Regions from separate parts of the Rattus norvegicus genome. Here region 2 is linked to region 1. The links are chromatin contacts, called in public Hi-C maps. All regions are on one chromosome and are shown on one strand. The core of a region is the stretch at or near the end of the contact, and the rest is flanking DNA. Distances in the headings are between cores, read along the strand shown.

What was found. Hi-C and Micro-C count contacts between places; a contact is called where the count stands out from the background.
Region 2: a contact with region 1 is called in a Hi-C map of frontal cortex, with 2.2 times the contacts expected there. The contact joins the promoter of Smim12 here to the promoter of Zmym1 in region 1. A contact is called at or near these places in 2 of 12 Hi-C or Micro-C datasets (the Rat2 cell line and frontal cortex).

The regions. Positions count from the first base shown.
Region 1 is chr5:144,663,523-144,669,228 of GRCr8, reverse strand. Zmym1 (zinc finger MYM-type containing 1) reads left to right here and starts at 2,906. Exons shown (of 7, transcript NM_001419581.1): 1 at 2,906-3,130. Trnap-agg22 (transfer RNA proline (anticodon AGG) 22) reads right to left here and starts at 5,277; the gene lies at 5,197-5,277.
Region 2 is chr5:144,851,169-144,856,874 of GRCr8, reverse strand. It overlaps Smim12 (small integral membrane protein 12), which reads right to left and starts at 2,939. Exons shown (of 2, transcript NM_001276483.1): 1 at 2,861-2,939; 2 at 1-30. The coding sequence starts at 25.

The DNA.
Region 1 (5,706 bases), core at 1,657-4,156:
TGGTTAGTTTTTTTGTTTTTTGTTTTTTGTTTTTTGTTTTTTTTTTATCAACAACACAGCTAGGGTTATCTGGAGGGGGGGAGTCAATGAAAAAAATCCTCCCATTCAGATAGTCTTGGGGCCAATCTTATAGGGGATTTTCTTGATTGATGTGGGTTGGCTCAACCCACAGAGGGTAGTGCCAGCCACCCTCCCACCTGCGTGGTCCTGAGTTGCATCAGAAAGCTGACTGAGCACACCATAGGGAGCAAGTCAGAAAGCAGTGGTTTTCCAGGACTTCTAGACACAAGGAGTCATAATTACAGTAAAATTCAACTAAAGCGAGGTTGGGGATTTAGCTCAGTGGTAGAGCGCTTGCCTAGCAAGCACAAGGCCCTGGGTTCGGTCCCCAGCTCCAAAAAAAAAGAAAAAAAATTCAACTAAACCCTATGCCACTTCTTCCAAGAAGATGGGTTCTAAAGATGAGGCTATATGTGTTAAGGTCCTAGGGAAAGACCTGATGTAGTGTCAGTCAGACAGACAGCACAGAGGTCAATTGGGCTTTTAGCCACCTCTGGTCCTTGTTGGGAGATCTTGCTGGATCCCCTGGCTATACAAATGGTGCACATGTCACCTAGTCATCTCCGGTCCTGCTTATGGGAGTTTGGAATGGCCTGGCCCCTCAGACAGTGCAGACCAACAGGCTATTAATCACCTCCATTCCCAGCCTTCTGGATGGAAAACAGGTTATATAGCTTTTCCTCTAAAAAGACAATCCTACATGTTTAACATTCCTAGCTTCCTTTCCTTGAGCTATCTGTGAACGCAAGGACCTTTGTACTCCTCACAGATATAACCCATGTAAATGGAAAGCTGATTCCAGAAGCCTTAGGTCATTAAAGGAAAATCCCATTGCTCTCAGTGAGCTACCTCCCTATGAGTTGATGGCCAGGGAGCTTCCTGAGGCCTCCCAAACCATACAGGTAATTACCAGTGTTAGTGGTGGCCTGCCAGAACAGAACGGTAAGACCCTGTTACTTAAGAGGCTACCCACATGCCTTGTTTGTAAGAAACAAACAAACAAAAAAATAGAGTTGGAACTGGACTGGGAGCTTCCTCCCTGCTGGCTTGGCCTCATGGTGCTAGAAAGTACTATGTAAATTTCAGAGGGGGAGTTTCCATCAACGGTCTTCAAGATGTAAATCCAACGTAAACCTCTATCAACCAGCCAGGGAAGAAGAGCCCACTGTGATAGCAACTCTGTCATGGGGTTAGCCAACTGCTTTCTGATTGGATTTGATCTCTACTCTACAGAAAAGAACTCATGCCAGGTCCTGAAAACACCCTCAAAACCTTGGACTGGAGAGCTCATAAACCCTACAGAGAAAGCCACTTCTCTTGTCTTAGCAAACGGAGAAGATGCTGTCATGTGACAGAACTTTTCCTGGGGAGATGCAAACACACATCTACTCACCCCAGACAGGGAACCCACAACAGACCAAAGCACCGATGCCACCGAAGTTTAACTTGGTGAACCAATGACTCAGATTATCTACAGGAATCTCCAGCAGTTAAAAAACAAAACAGGGGTGGGGGGTGGGGAGTGGGGGTGGAGGGTGGGGGCCTCGGGCAGTGAAGGCTATACCTTTAATTCCAAGCACTCAGAAGGCAGAAATAGGCAGATCTCTGTGAGCTCTAGGCCAGTCTACACTGTGATCTGTCTTAAAGGAAAGAAGGAAGGAGGGAGGGAGGGAGGGAGGGAGGGAAGGAAGGAAGGAAGGAAGGAAGGAAGGAAGGAAGGAAGGAAGGAAGGAAGGGGCCATAGCCAGTCTTGGAGGCCAGAGATTCTGAGTTTGAGTCCAGCCTGGTCTACGGAGTGAGTTCCAGAACAGTCAGGGCAACACAGAGAAATCCTGTCTCAAAAAAAAAAAAAAAAAAAAAAGGTAGATTGACGTTATGGTCAAAAACAAGGTGAATAAATTAAATTTTATGTATATTTTTCTTTACTATTTTGACTTAGAAATAATCAAAATTATTTGCTCCCTACTTAATTCTTTAGCTATACCCCTCTGTCCCTACTTTTTCATTCCTCTTTTTCTGAAACTGTATTTACAACCATGGGGGTTTTTTGTTTTTTTTTTTTTTTTTTCCGGAACTGGGGACCGAACCCAGGGCCTTGCGCTTGCTAGGCAAGCGCTCTACCGCTGAGTTAAATCCCCAACCCCTACAACCATGTTTTTAAAGTTGTAATTTAACATCTGAATCACTAATGTTGCACTAGCCCTTAATTTTTATTTATATATGCATGAATATGTTTATTCATTGTGTTTGTGTGCGCACTGTGGAGGTCAAAGAGCAACTTGTGGGTATCGGTTCTCTTCTTCCACTGAACGGATTCCAGTGACAGAACCCTGCTAGTCAGACTTTGCAGTAAACTCCTTAATAGGCTGTTATCTCGTTGCCCTGTCCCAACCCAGCAGCTTTCGTCGTCATCGTTGTTGATGTTGTTGTTGTTGTTCCGCAGGGTAAGATAAGGTTAGTTTTGAACTTTTAACCACATGCCTTCATCTTACAGGCCTGTGCCCTCACTCCTGCTTTGCATTAGCCTTTAAGGACCCAAATATGCCCGTGTGGTGATATGTTTCCTTAATACCAGCACTAGGGAAGCAGAGTCAGGAGAATCTCTTTGTATTCGAGACCAGCCTGGAGTTCCCAGACCCTGTCTCAAAAAAACAAACAAACAAAAACAAAACAAAAACAAAAACCACGAAAAACAGGCAGCAAAAGGTGACACCAAAGATAGCCTAAGAATAACCCCGCTGCCCCGCCCTGTCCACTTCTCCAGTTTAGGCCACCCTCCCCCAGACGAGCTTCGCTGCGCATGCTCAGCCGCAAAGGCTTCCGGGAGAGGGGCGGAGCCGGCGTGGTTGTTTGCACTGCGAAACCCGAGTGGGCGCTTCCCGCCGCTGGGTTGGTGATAGATTATCCGTCCTCGTGGAGTCGCTCAGGGCCGCTTTTCCAGAGAGAGGTGGCGTTTTTCCGGTCCTGAGGAGGGTGACGCGACAGGTGGGAAGCCCACAGTGTCGAGAGAGTCGTGACCCCGGCTTCCAGGCTTCTTGGCGTCCTGGCCTCTGTACGGTGACTGAGCTTGGTGCGTTTGGTCTCTTGCGGCTTTTTTCTGTAACTGTCTTCCGTTTACACCTGTGGCTCTCTTTCCATTAAGCAGTGTATTTTTCAGACTTAAACAAATTGGGTGTGTTAGTTCTTTCCTTTAATCCAGCATCCGAGAGGCAGGGGATTCTCTTGAGTTCGAATCCAGCCTGGTGCATAAAGTCAGTTCTAGGCCAGTCAGTGCTACTTGACGAGACCTGGTTTAAAAAAATAAAAAACACTGGGCTGGAGAGAGATGGCAGCAAATAGTTTTAACTGTAGGGTTATGTGAGTGAAATTTGCAAGCTAGCACCGGTGGTGGTTGCCCATTTCTTTAATCCTAGCAGGGAGGCAGAAGCAATTGGATCTCTTAGTCTACAGTGCTAGTTAAAGGACACCCAAGGCTAAACAGAAAAAAAAAAATTCTCAAAAAATGGAAAAAGAAAGAAATTTTAGGCCAAAATTCAAAAGGGATTGGGGCAAACTTATAATCACCCCAGTCAGTACAAGGAATTTACGTTAACCCAGATATCAAAAATGGCCATTTTGTGTTACTGTTACATGTTAATGCTTTGAAGATACCTAAATATTTAACATGTAATGTATAATACAGTTAAGTATTTCTCATAATTTTATTATTTTTGTTTTCAGAGTCTCTAAAAAAATCTTCCAGTCTAATCTCCTGAGTGCTGGGATTACAGACAGGAAGCACTACACTTGACAATTTGATTACTTTTTCTCTTATTGGTTGGTATGTGACAAGACTCTCTTTCCTGAGGAGACATGACACACATCTGTTCACCCCAGATAAAGAGCCCACAGCAGACCAGAGTAGCTTGGTGAACCAGTGAGTTTCATTGGAATTACTTACAGGAATATGGATGAGGGGTTACTTACGGGAGCAGAACAGACAGCAGCAGAACCAAAGTGCACCCCAGCATGGATGACAACTCACAAATGCTGGGAACCTGGAACACGCTGCACTGGCCTGTTGAACTGCCAGCAGTTCGGAGAGCGTCCTTTCCTAGTGACTCAGTTGGTCTAGTCTTCAGGTCAGCGGGTCTGATCTCAGAGTTATTTTTGCAGCTTGGCTTGTCTGAGAGTGACTCTGTTTTTCACTCTGGGAGGTAGGGGCCTAGTGAATCTGGTCAGTTTCAGGGATTCCTCGGAGTTATTTTTGAGTTGCTTACCTTTTAAGGAGCTTCCCTGTGGATGAAATGTATCAATCTTGAAGAAACACAACAGGTGTCCAGTTCTTGTTTAACTTTCAGTACCTCTCTCCCTGTAGTGGCCTCCAGCTCCCTTGGTAGATACCTGCTTCAGTCTCCTAGGCCTTTAGCTTTGTATTCTTGCCTCTACACCAGGCTAGTGCGTGCCAGCATACCTGCCTGCTCTGGGTTCCGTAGACTTTATAGTTTCCTTTCATTGGCCCACTGCTTCACTTAGGGAAAATCAGGTTGAGTTTTTCAGTAAGTCAGTTATATCTTTCCATTGATTTAAAGCTTCCTTAATTCCCCTTAGCAGTGTTTTGACTTTAGTTTACAAGACTTGACAACTTTCATTAGGTTTATTTCTGTATTCGGTGTCTACTACTACCCTCAATGGGATGAAACAAAGGACTATCCCATAGTATCCTACATTTGATGAGTATGTCATAGAAAATAGTTATATTTACGATTTTTTAGATTTATTTATTTTTTTATATTTATTTGTTTATTTATTTATTATATGAGTACACTGTAGCTGTCTTCAGACACACCAGAAGAGGGCATCAGATCTCATTACAGATGGTTGTGAGCCACCATGTGGTTGCTGGGAATTGAACTCAGGTCCTCTGGAAGAGCAGTCAGTGCTCTTAACCACTAAGCCATCTCTCTAGCCCATATACATATATTTACTTTTTTTTGTTGTTGTTCCTATTGCAAAGAAGTAAAATTTGTTATTTCTGGAGCTGAGAATCAGTTAAACCCAAGGCCTCAATCCCCAAACCCTAAAATGTTTAAATATTGACTTTGTTAAAATTAAAGATTCTTTTTTTTTTTTTTTTTTTTGGTTCTTTTTTTTTTTTTTCGGAGCTGGGGATCGAACCCAGGGCCTTGTGCTTCCTAGGCAAGCGCTCTACCACTGAGCTAAATCCCCAACCCCAAAATTAAAGATTCTTTAGGGTTTTCTATATACACAATCACAAAATCTAGAATAATGACAAAATTTTACATTAGTCTTTTTTGTTTGTTTTATGAGACAGGGTTTCTCTGTGTAAACCTGGCTGTCCTAGAAATTGCTCTGTAGACCAGGCTGGCCTCAAACTCTGAGATCCCCTGCCTCTGCCTTCTGAGTGCTGAGACTAAAGTTGTGCGCCATCGCCTCCCCCTTTTTGAACTATTTTACTAAAATCTCTGGTACACAAAAGAAATGGTGAAAGAGAAACCTTGTTTGTTTGTCTTAGGGTCTCCCAGAGTAGTTCAGGCTAACCTGGAAGACTCCGCAGCTAAGGCTGACCTTGAACTCTCAGTGATGCTTCTGCCTCTGCCTCCCAGGAACTGTGATTATACCCATGAGCCACCAAACCTAGAACGT
Region 2 (5,706 bases), core at 1,690-4,189, 190 kb before region 1:
CCACGGTCCAAAGCACAGGCCACATGACATCTGCAGAAGAATACAGAGTGTTAGGGCGCTATGAGCGTCTCCTCCTCTAGCAAGTGCAGACAGCACACAGCGTGCTCTACTTACCAGGCAGCCTGGCACCTAATAATTGAGCAGCCACCCCGCAGAGCAGCAAGCAGCCACTGTGCTTTGTGCAACAGTTGGGTCCCCGAAATACTCTAGGAAGTTGCAAAAGATGTGACTGTTAAGGAAGGGGGTAAAAATCTCTATGAACCACACAGTGTTCCTAGGTGCAGATGCTCCTCATAAGGAGCCTAAGGGAACTGCAAACCTGGTATGACCCCAGGTCCCCTCCTCCAGATGTCTGTCAACATCTTGGGAGGGAAAAGAAGTCTTTTCTGCTCGTGAAACTTCACATGCACACACAGGGCCTCAGTGTGAATTCGGGCTCTCTGATGCTAGGTAGTTCCTTTCCCTCAGGTGAAGCACAAGGGGCTTCTTTAACTACGGTCCGTTACCTAACTATTCTGACCTAAAATAGAGGCTTTTTAAGCCTATTCCTGCCGTGGCTTTCCTAATAACCTATAGTTAACAAATCTTGATCAAAACAACTTCACAATCCATGGCCTGCAGCCACTCACAGCCTCATGCTTGTATGGCCCTGAAAACATCACAAACCAATACAGTATTCTAGAGGCCTTAGAGCCCCAATACTTACAAAGTCCCTGTGGAAAATGCTGTAAAATAAATGTAACAAAAACTGTGGAGCTGCGCCTAGGGCCTCCTGCAATCAAACACCAACATAATCTACAAACCCACTCACTCAAATGGCCACTTAGTCACAAATGATTACCACTATTAAACTACTATTTATACCACTGTTTAATTACCATTACAATCATAGAAGGCCACTGGCAATGAACGTAATAATGCTAGCTACCACCATCTACTGAGTGCTTATTCCAAGCCAGGCCTTGGGCTAAGCACTTCACACAATGATCTCTAATCGTCACATTCATGCCTTAGTCGTTGACATGAACTCACTTGCCTGTGTTTATGCTTTCATAACTGTTTCTCCAACACTACTCTCTCTCTCTCCCTCTGCTCTAAGGTGAGACACCCAGACCTCATGGAGGATTCAAAGGCTCCTCCTTTCTCCCTTTAGTTCTGATTCTCTTTGGGGGAACTGGGGTGTCTTGTGGGCCCGAGACTACACATGGACCGTCAAAGGTGAAGAACTGTGGCAGATTCGAGTTTCTCTTCCTGGTCCTTTGACCTGACACCATGCCCTATGCTCTACCATATCTCCCCTGGTCATCACCTGACCCTCACAATACCTCTATGATGTAGGAACTATGTGTTCAAATTCTTGTCTAAGGCCATAGGGGCTCAAAAACACCATGTCGGCTTGCCAAAATCATCGAGCGGCAGGCCCACTGGTTTTGAGGGCAGAAGGAACACCCTGCAGATGTGTGTGTCGTGTCCCTTCAAACGCCTCCTACAGCTCCATCAGCTTAGCATCTCATTACACTGAAAGACTTCTCCTACAATGTACACAATAACAAAGAGGGGAGCTTGGAAGAACCCCAAACTTAATCCTCCGTTCTATTTTCTGTTTTTTTAAGTTTTGGGGTTTGTTTGGTTGTTCTTGTTTTTTTGAGACAGGGTTTCCCTGTGTAGTACTGTCATCCCGGACTCATTCTGGAGACCAGGCTGGCCTCGAACTCAGAGACTGGCCTGCCTCTGACTCCTGAGTGCTGGCATTAAAGGCTTGTGCCACCACCACAGGGATTGTTATTTTTAAGACAGGTTCTCTTGTCATCCAGTCTGGCCTCAAATCCTCAACGTAGCTGAGGATGACTTTGCCCTGCTGATCCTGTGTCCGGTCCCCAAGTGCTTATGATTACAGGTTCACACCAGGTGCAAGTCCTCTGTACTCTGCCTGAGCAGGAACTCTCAATTTTCCAATCTGTCTTAGGGCGTATCAAGCACCAGTCTATGAGTATTATTCTTGTACAGATAAAGCACAAGTTCTATGTGGTCTTGTTCATATTCCAGTCATCCATGTATCTAACACAACCTTCTCTGCGGCAGCCACTATGTGGACCAACCCTACCTGTCTACATCTCTCAAAACACCCTGAAACTCCAGATGTTTAAGAGCCAAGAGCAAAGGACGTCCGGATCGTCCTATGCTCTATGCCTCTCCTCACCCTTGCTATCCTTCCTGGCAAAGGGCTCAGAGGGGGAAAAAAATGCTTGTTGGTCGAATGAATGACAGGCAGCATAAACAAGTTGCCTTGTTTATGGAAGACTACAGCAGTCTTCCACCCACACTCACAAAGAGGTAGGGATACGATAAGCAGCTAGCCTTCATGAAGTCATCCCCAGGGTATCAAACTGTAAGTAACACGAGTGTTTCCCTAATACTGCGACGCCTATTTCCAGCCAGACACGCAGGGGAGTCAGCCAAAGGGTCCGGGTCCAGGTCCAGGTCAACCGTGCGCCAGGAAACCTGTCCCAGTGCCTGGGCCCACCGGAAGTTACACTCCAAATTCGAGGACAGTCATAAGAGGTCTGAGAAGGTGAAACAATCCGCCTTGACAGCTACTCCAGTCAAGTTGGGATGGGAGGACCAGTGAGGTCCGGGTCATCAGTTCCTGTTCCCTGTCCGGTCATGCCACACGCGTGGCCTCGTCACCCTCTGGCCTGCAGGTGCCTGAAGCGGACAAGTTTTGACCGCAGCCCACACTCGGCCACCTAGAGCCGGCCGAGGCCGAGACGGTTACAGAGACGTCGCTCCCTCAACTAGGAGGTCACAGCCAGGAGCCGTCCTCGTGGGAAGTGAAGTGCCCTCAGCCCTAGGAACTCACCTGCGGCCCAGCCCGAACAACCCGGACCGGCCCCGCGCTGCGCCCGCTAGCCGGGAGCAACACGAACGTCGGGGTTCCCAGTAGCCCGCGGGGCGCCGCCCAAGGCCCCGCCTACTAGCGTCCAGGCTCTCTCGGGGAACAGTGATTGGCTGAGCTCCGGCCAAGCTACAGAAGAAACGAAGACAGGCACCCGCCCGTGTTGAGCTAAACGGAGAACAGTATAGTGCCCCCTAGCGTTTCGGAGGTTCCCCGGTGATGCTGCCACAAGCTTGTGAATAGTCAACTTTCATTGATCCAAATGAAATTCATTAGGCATCTTTGATCCGGTGTTACCGAAACCGAAAGCCCAACCCCTAACCTCCAGAAGCTCCCTTAGTAGAGGATAACCTAGTGCTTTAAAACCTCTTGGGATCTGTGCTTTCAGGCTGTGTGTCCTTGGGAACGTCATTAATTAATCTGAGCCTCATTTCTTCTGCATAATGAGCGTCAGCACCACCCATTTTCGCAGAGATGTTGTGAGAGATAATGTTTGTAAAGTACTGTGCCAGGCACGCATCACGCAGGGAGCTAGATTTTAGCTTTGGCGAGTCTACAAATAGCTGAAAGTACCAAGACCCTCTGATTCCAAGTACCTACTCTCTTCCGTGTTTCCACTGTCCCTGAAAAGACATATTTATCATATAGGAAAAGCTTCATGCCCAAGCTCTCTAATTACCCAATATAGTCCTGCCTTCCCACCCTGCCCACACTGATCTCAACCTGACCAGTCTCCTCACAGCTAATAACACACTAAAAAAAATCAACGTTCGAAGCCTGTGTGTCCACGTTCTTTCATCTACCTGGAGTACTCCCTTAAGTTAGCCGTGTCCTTTCTCAAGGTCATGGGTACTCTCATAGGAAGCTTCTTCAAGGCTGTACTGTCAAGTCAGAGACTCTTCCTATTTTAAATCAAAGGGCAAAAAGCTCAGCCTGAGAGCAAAGATGGGGAGGAAGAAGCTGCCAGAAATTAGCAGCCATAATTAGAAGACCTTGATTACTTGTGAATCTGTGGGGAAGAGGAGATCAGAACTGTCTAGAACACAGACTGGCATTTATTTAGTCAGTCGTTCTACAGGCTAAACAGTTGAATGCAAATGGGGACTGCCATCGGGAATTTTCTGGATGAAGAGGAAACAGGTAGGCCCACAAAATGTCATGACAGAAGACACTGAGCGCAGGTCCCCTGGAAGGACAGATCCCTAAGCTGGATCTCAGTAGTGACTGGCAGTTCCCTCCAGCAGATCCTGGTAAGCACAGAAGCTCCAGCTTAAGTGGAAACGACAGCACTTGAGAAGTCCTGAGGCATAAGACCAACCTCCGCCAAGAGTCTATGTCAACTGAGGGAGGCAGAGGCAGAGGCAGGTGTGTCTCTGTGAATTTAAAGTCAGCTCTGTCTACTTAGCACGTTCAGATTACACAGAACTACATGCTGAGACCCTGTCTAAAAATAAAATAATATAAAATAAAATACCAAACATTGGAATTAGTTGTGGATTCAAATCTTGACTCTCTGGACTGCTATTCTGGGAAAATATATTTATAACCTTTTAAAAAGGATTTTAATGATGTGTATTGGGGGGGTGCGATGGTCGCAGGCACCTGTGGAGGTCAGAAGAGGATGTCAGATGCCCCGGAGCTGACAACACCGGAGGTTATGAGCTGTCAGACATGGGTGCTGAGAACCAAACTTGGCTCATTGCAGAGTGGTGTATTCCCTTAACTACCGAACCATCTCTAAAGCCCTATTTGTATTTTTTTTAAAATAAGAAAATACCAGGGTTGGGAATTTGGCTCAGTGGTAGAGCACTTGCCTAGCAAGCGCAAGGCCCTGGGTTCGGTCCCCAGCTCTGAAAAAAAAGAAAAAAGAAAAAAAATAAGAAAATACCCTAGGGCTAGCCAGATGGCCCAGCAGATAAAAGGTATTTGCCACCAAGCTGATGACCTGAGTTCAATCCTCAGGACCCACATAGTTGAAGGAGACTCTCAACTCCTGAAAGTTGTCCTCTGAATTCCCCATAGGGTCAGTGACATGTGAGAATCTACTCACATACCCACACACAAAAAAGTAATAAAAACTGTTAAGACATCCTCTAAAACCTTGTTAAGACATCCTTTAAAACCATGTTAATGTGACGAAAGTGCTTGCCACAGTTCTTGGCATCTGCTCAATCAGTGCTTGGTAATGAATGCTTCTGGACATGTTATGATCCCCAAAATCCATGCTTCTTTCTTCAATGTTCATTCCAATGTTGGTCCATTCACTAATGGAAAAAATTCCAGTAATAGCTTCAAGTTTGTCCATTCTGTCACTCCCCCCACCCAGCCTACCAATGCCTCTAACTACCCCTCAAAATCAACACCATTACCTCTTACCTGGGCCACATTAGCAGCTACCCACCCTCCCACTGCCCTTCAACGCCATGACCATTCCTTTGGCCAAAGAACCCTTCAAAATTTAAATAAAACGAAGGAATCCAGTTTAGCCATGGATTCCTTCTGGCCCTGCCATCTAACCCTGGGCTGATCTGTCTTGTTCTAGCTTGCTTTTCCAATCACTCCAAACACGGTCATCTTTCCAAGCCTTTACCCACACTAGTCCCTTGGCTGGAACTGAGTGTCCTCCCCCACCCCCTTCCATGTCTCCTATGCAAGTGAAACAGATCACGTGGCTTTCCAAACTCACTGTGCCATAGATGGATATTCGCTCCTGTTAGAAATACGCTGAAATCTAACGACCATTGTAAGCATGTGAAGAGGTTGGAGCTTATTTTAAAAGGGAGCAGGCCGCAAGGACCCCAAATCTATGG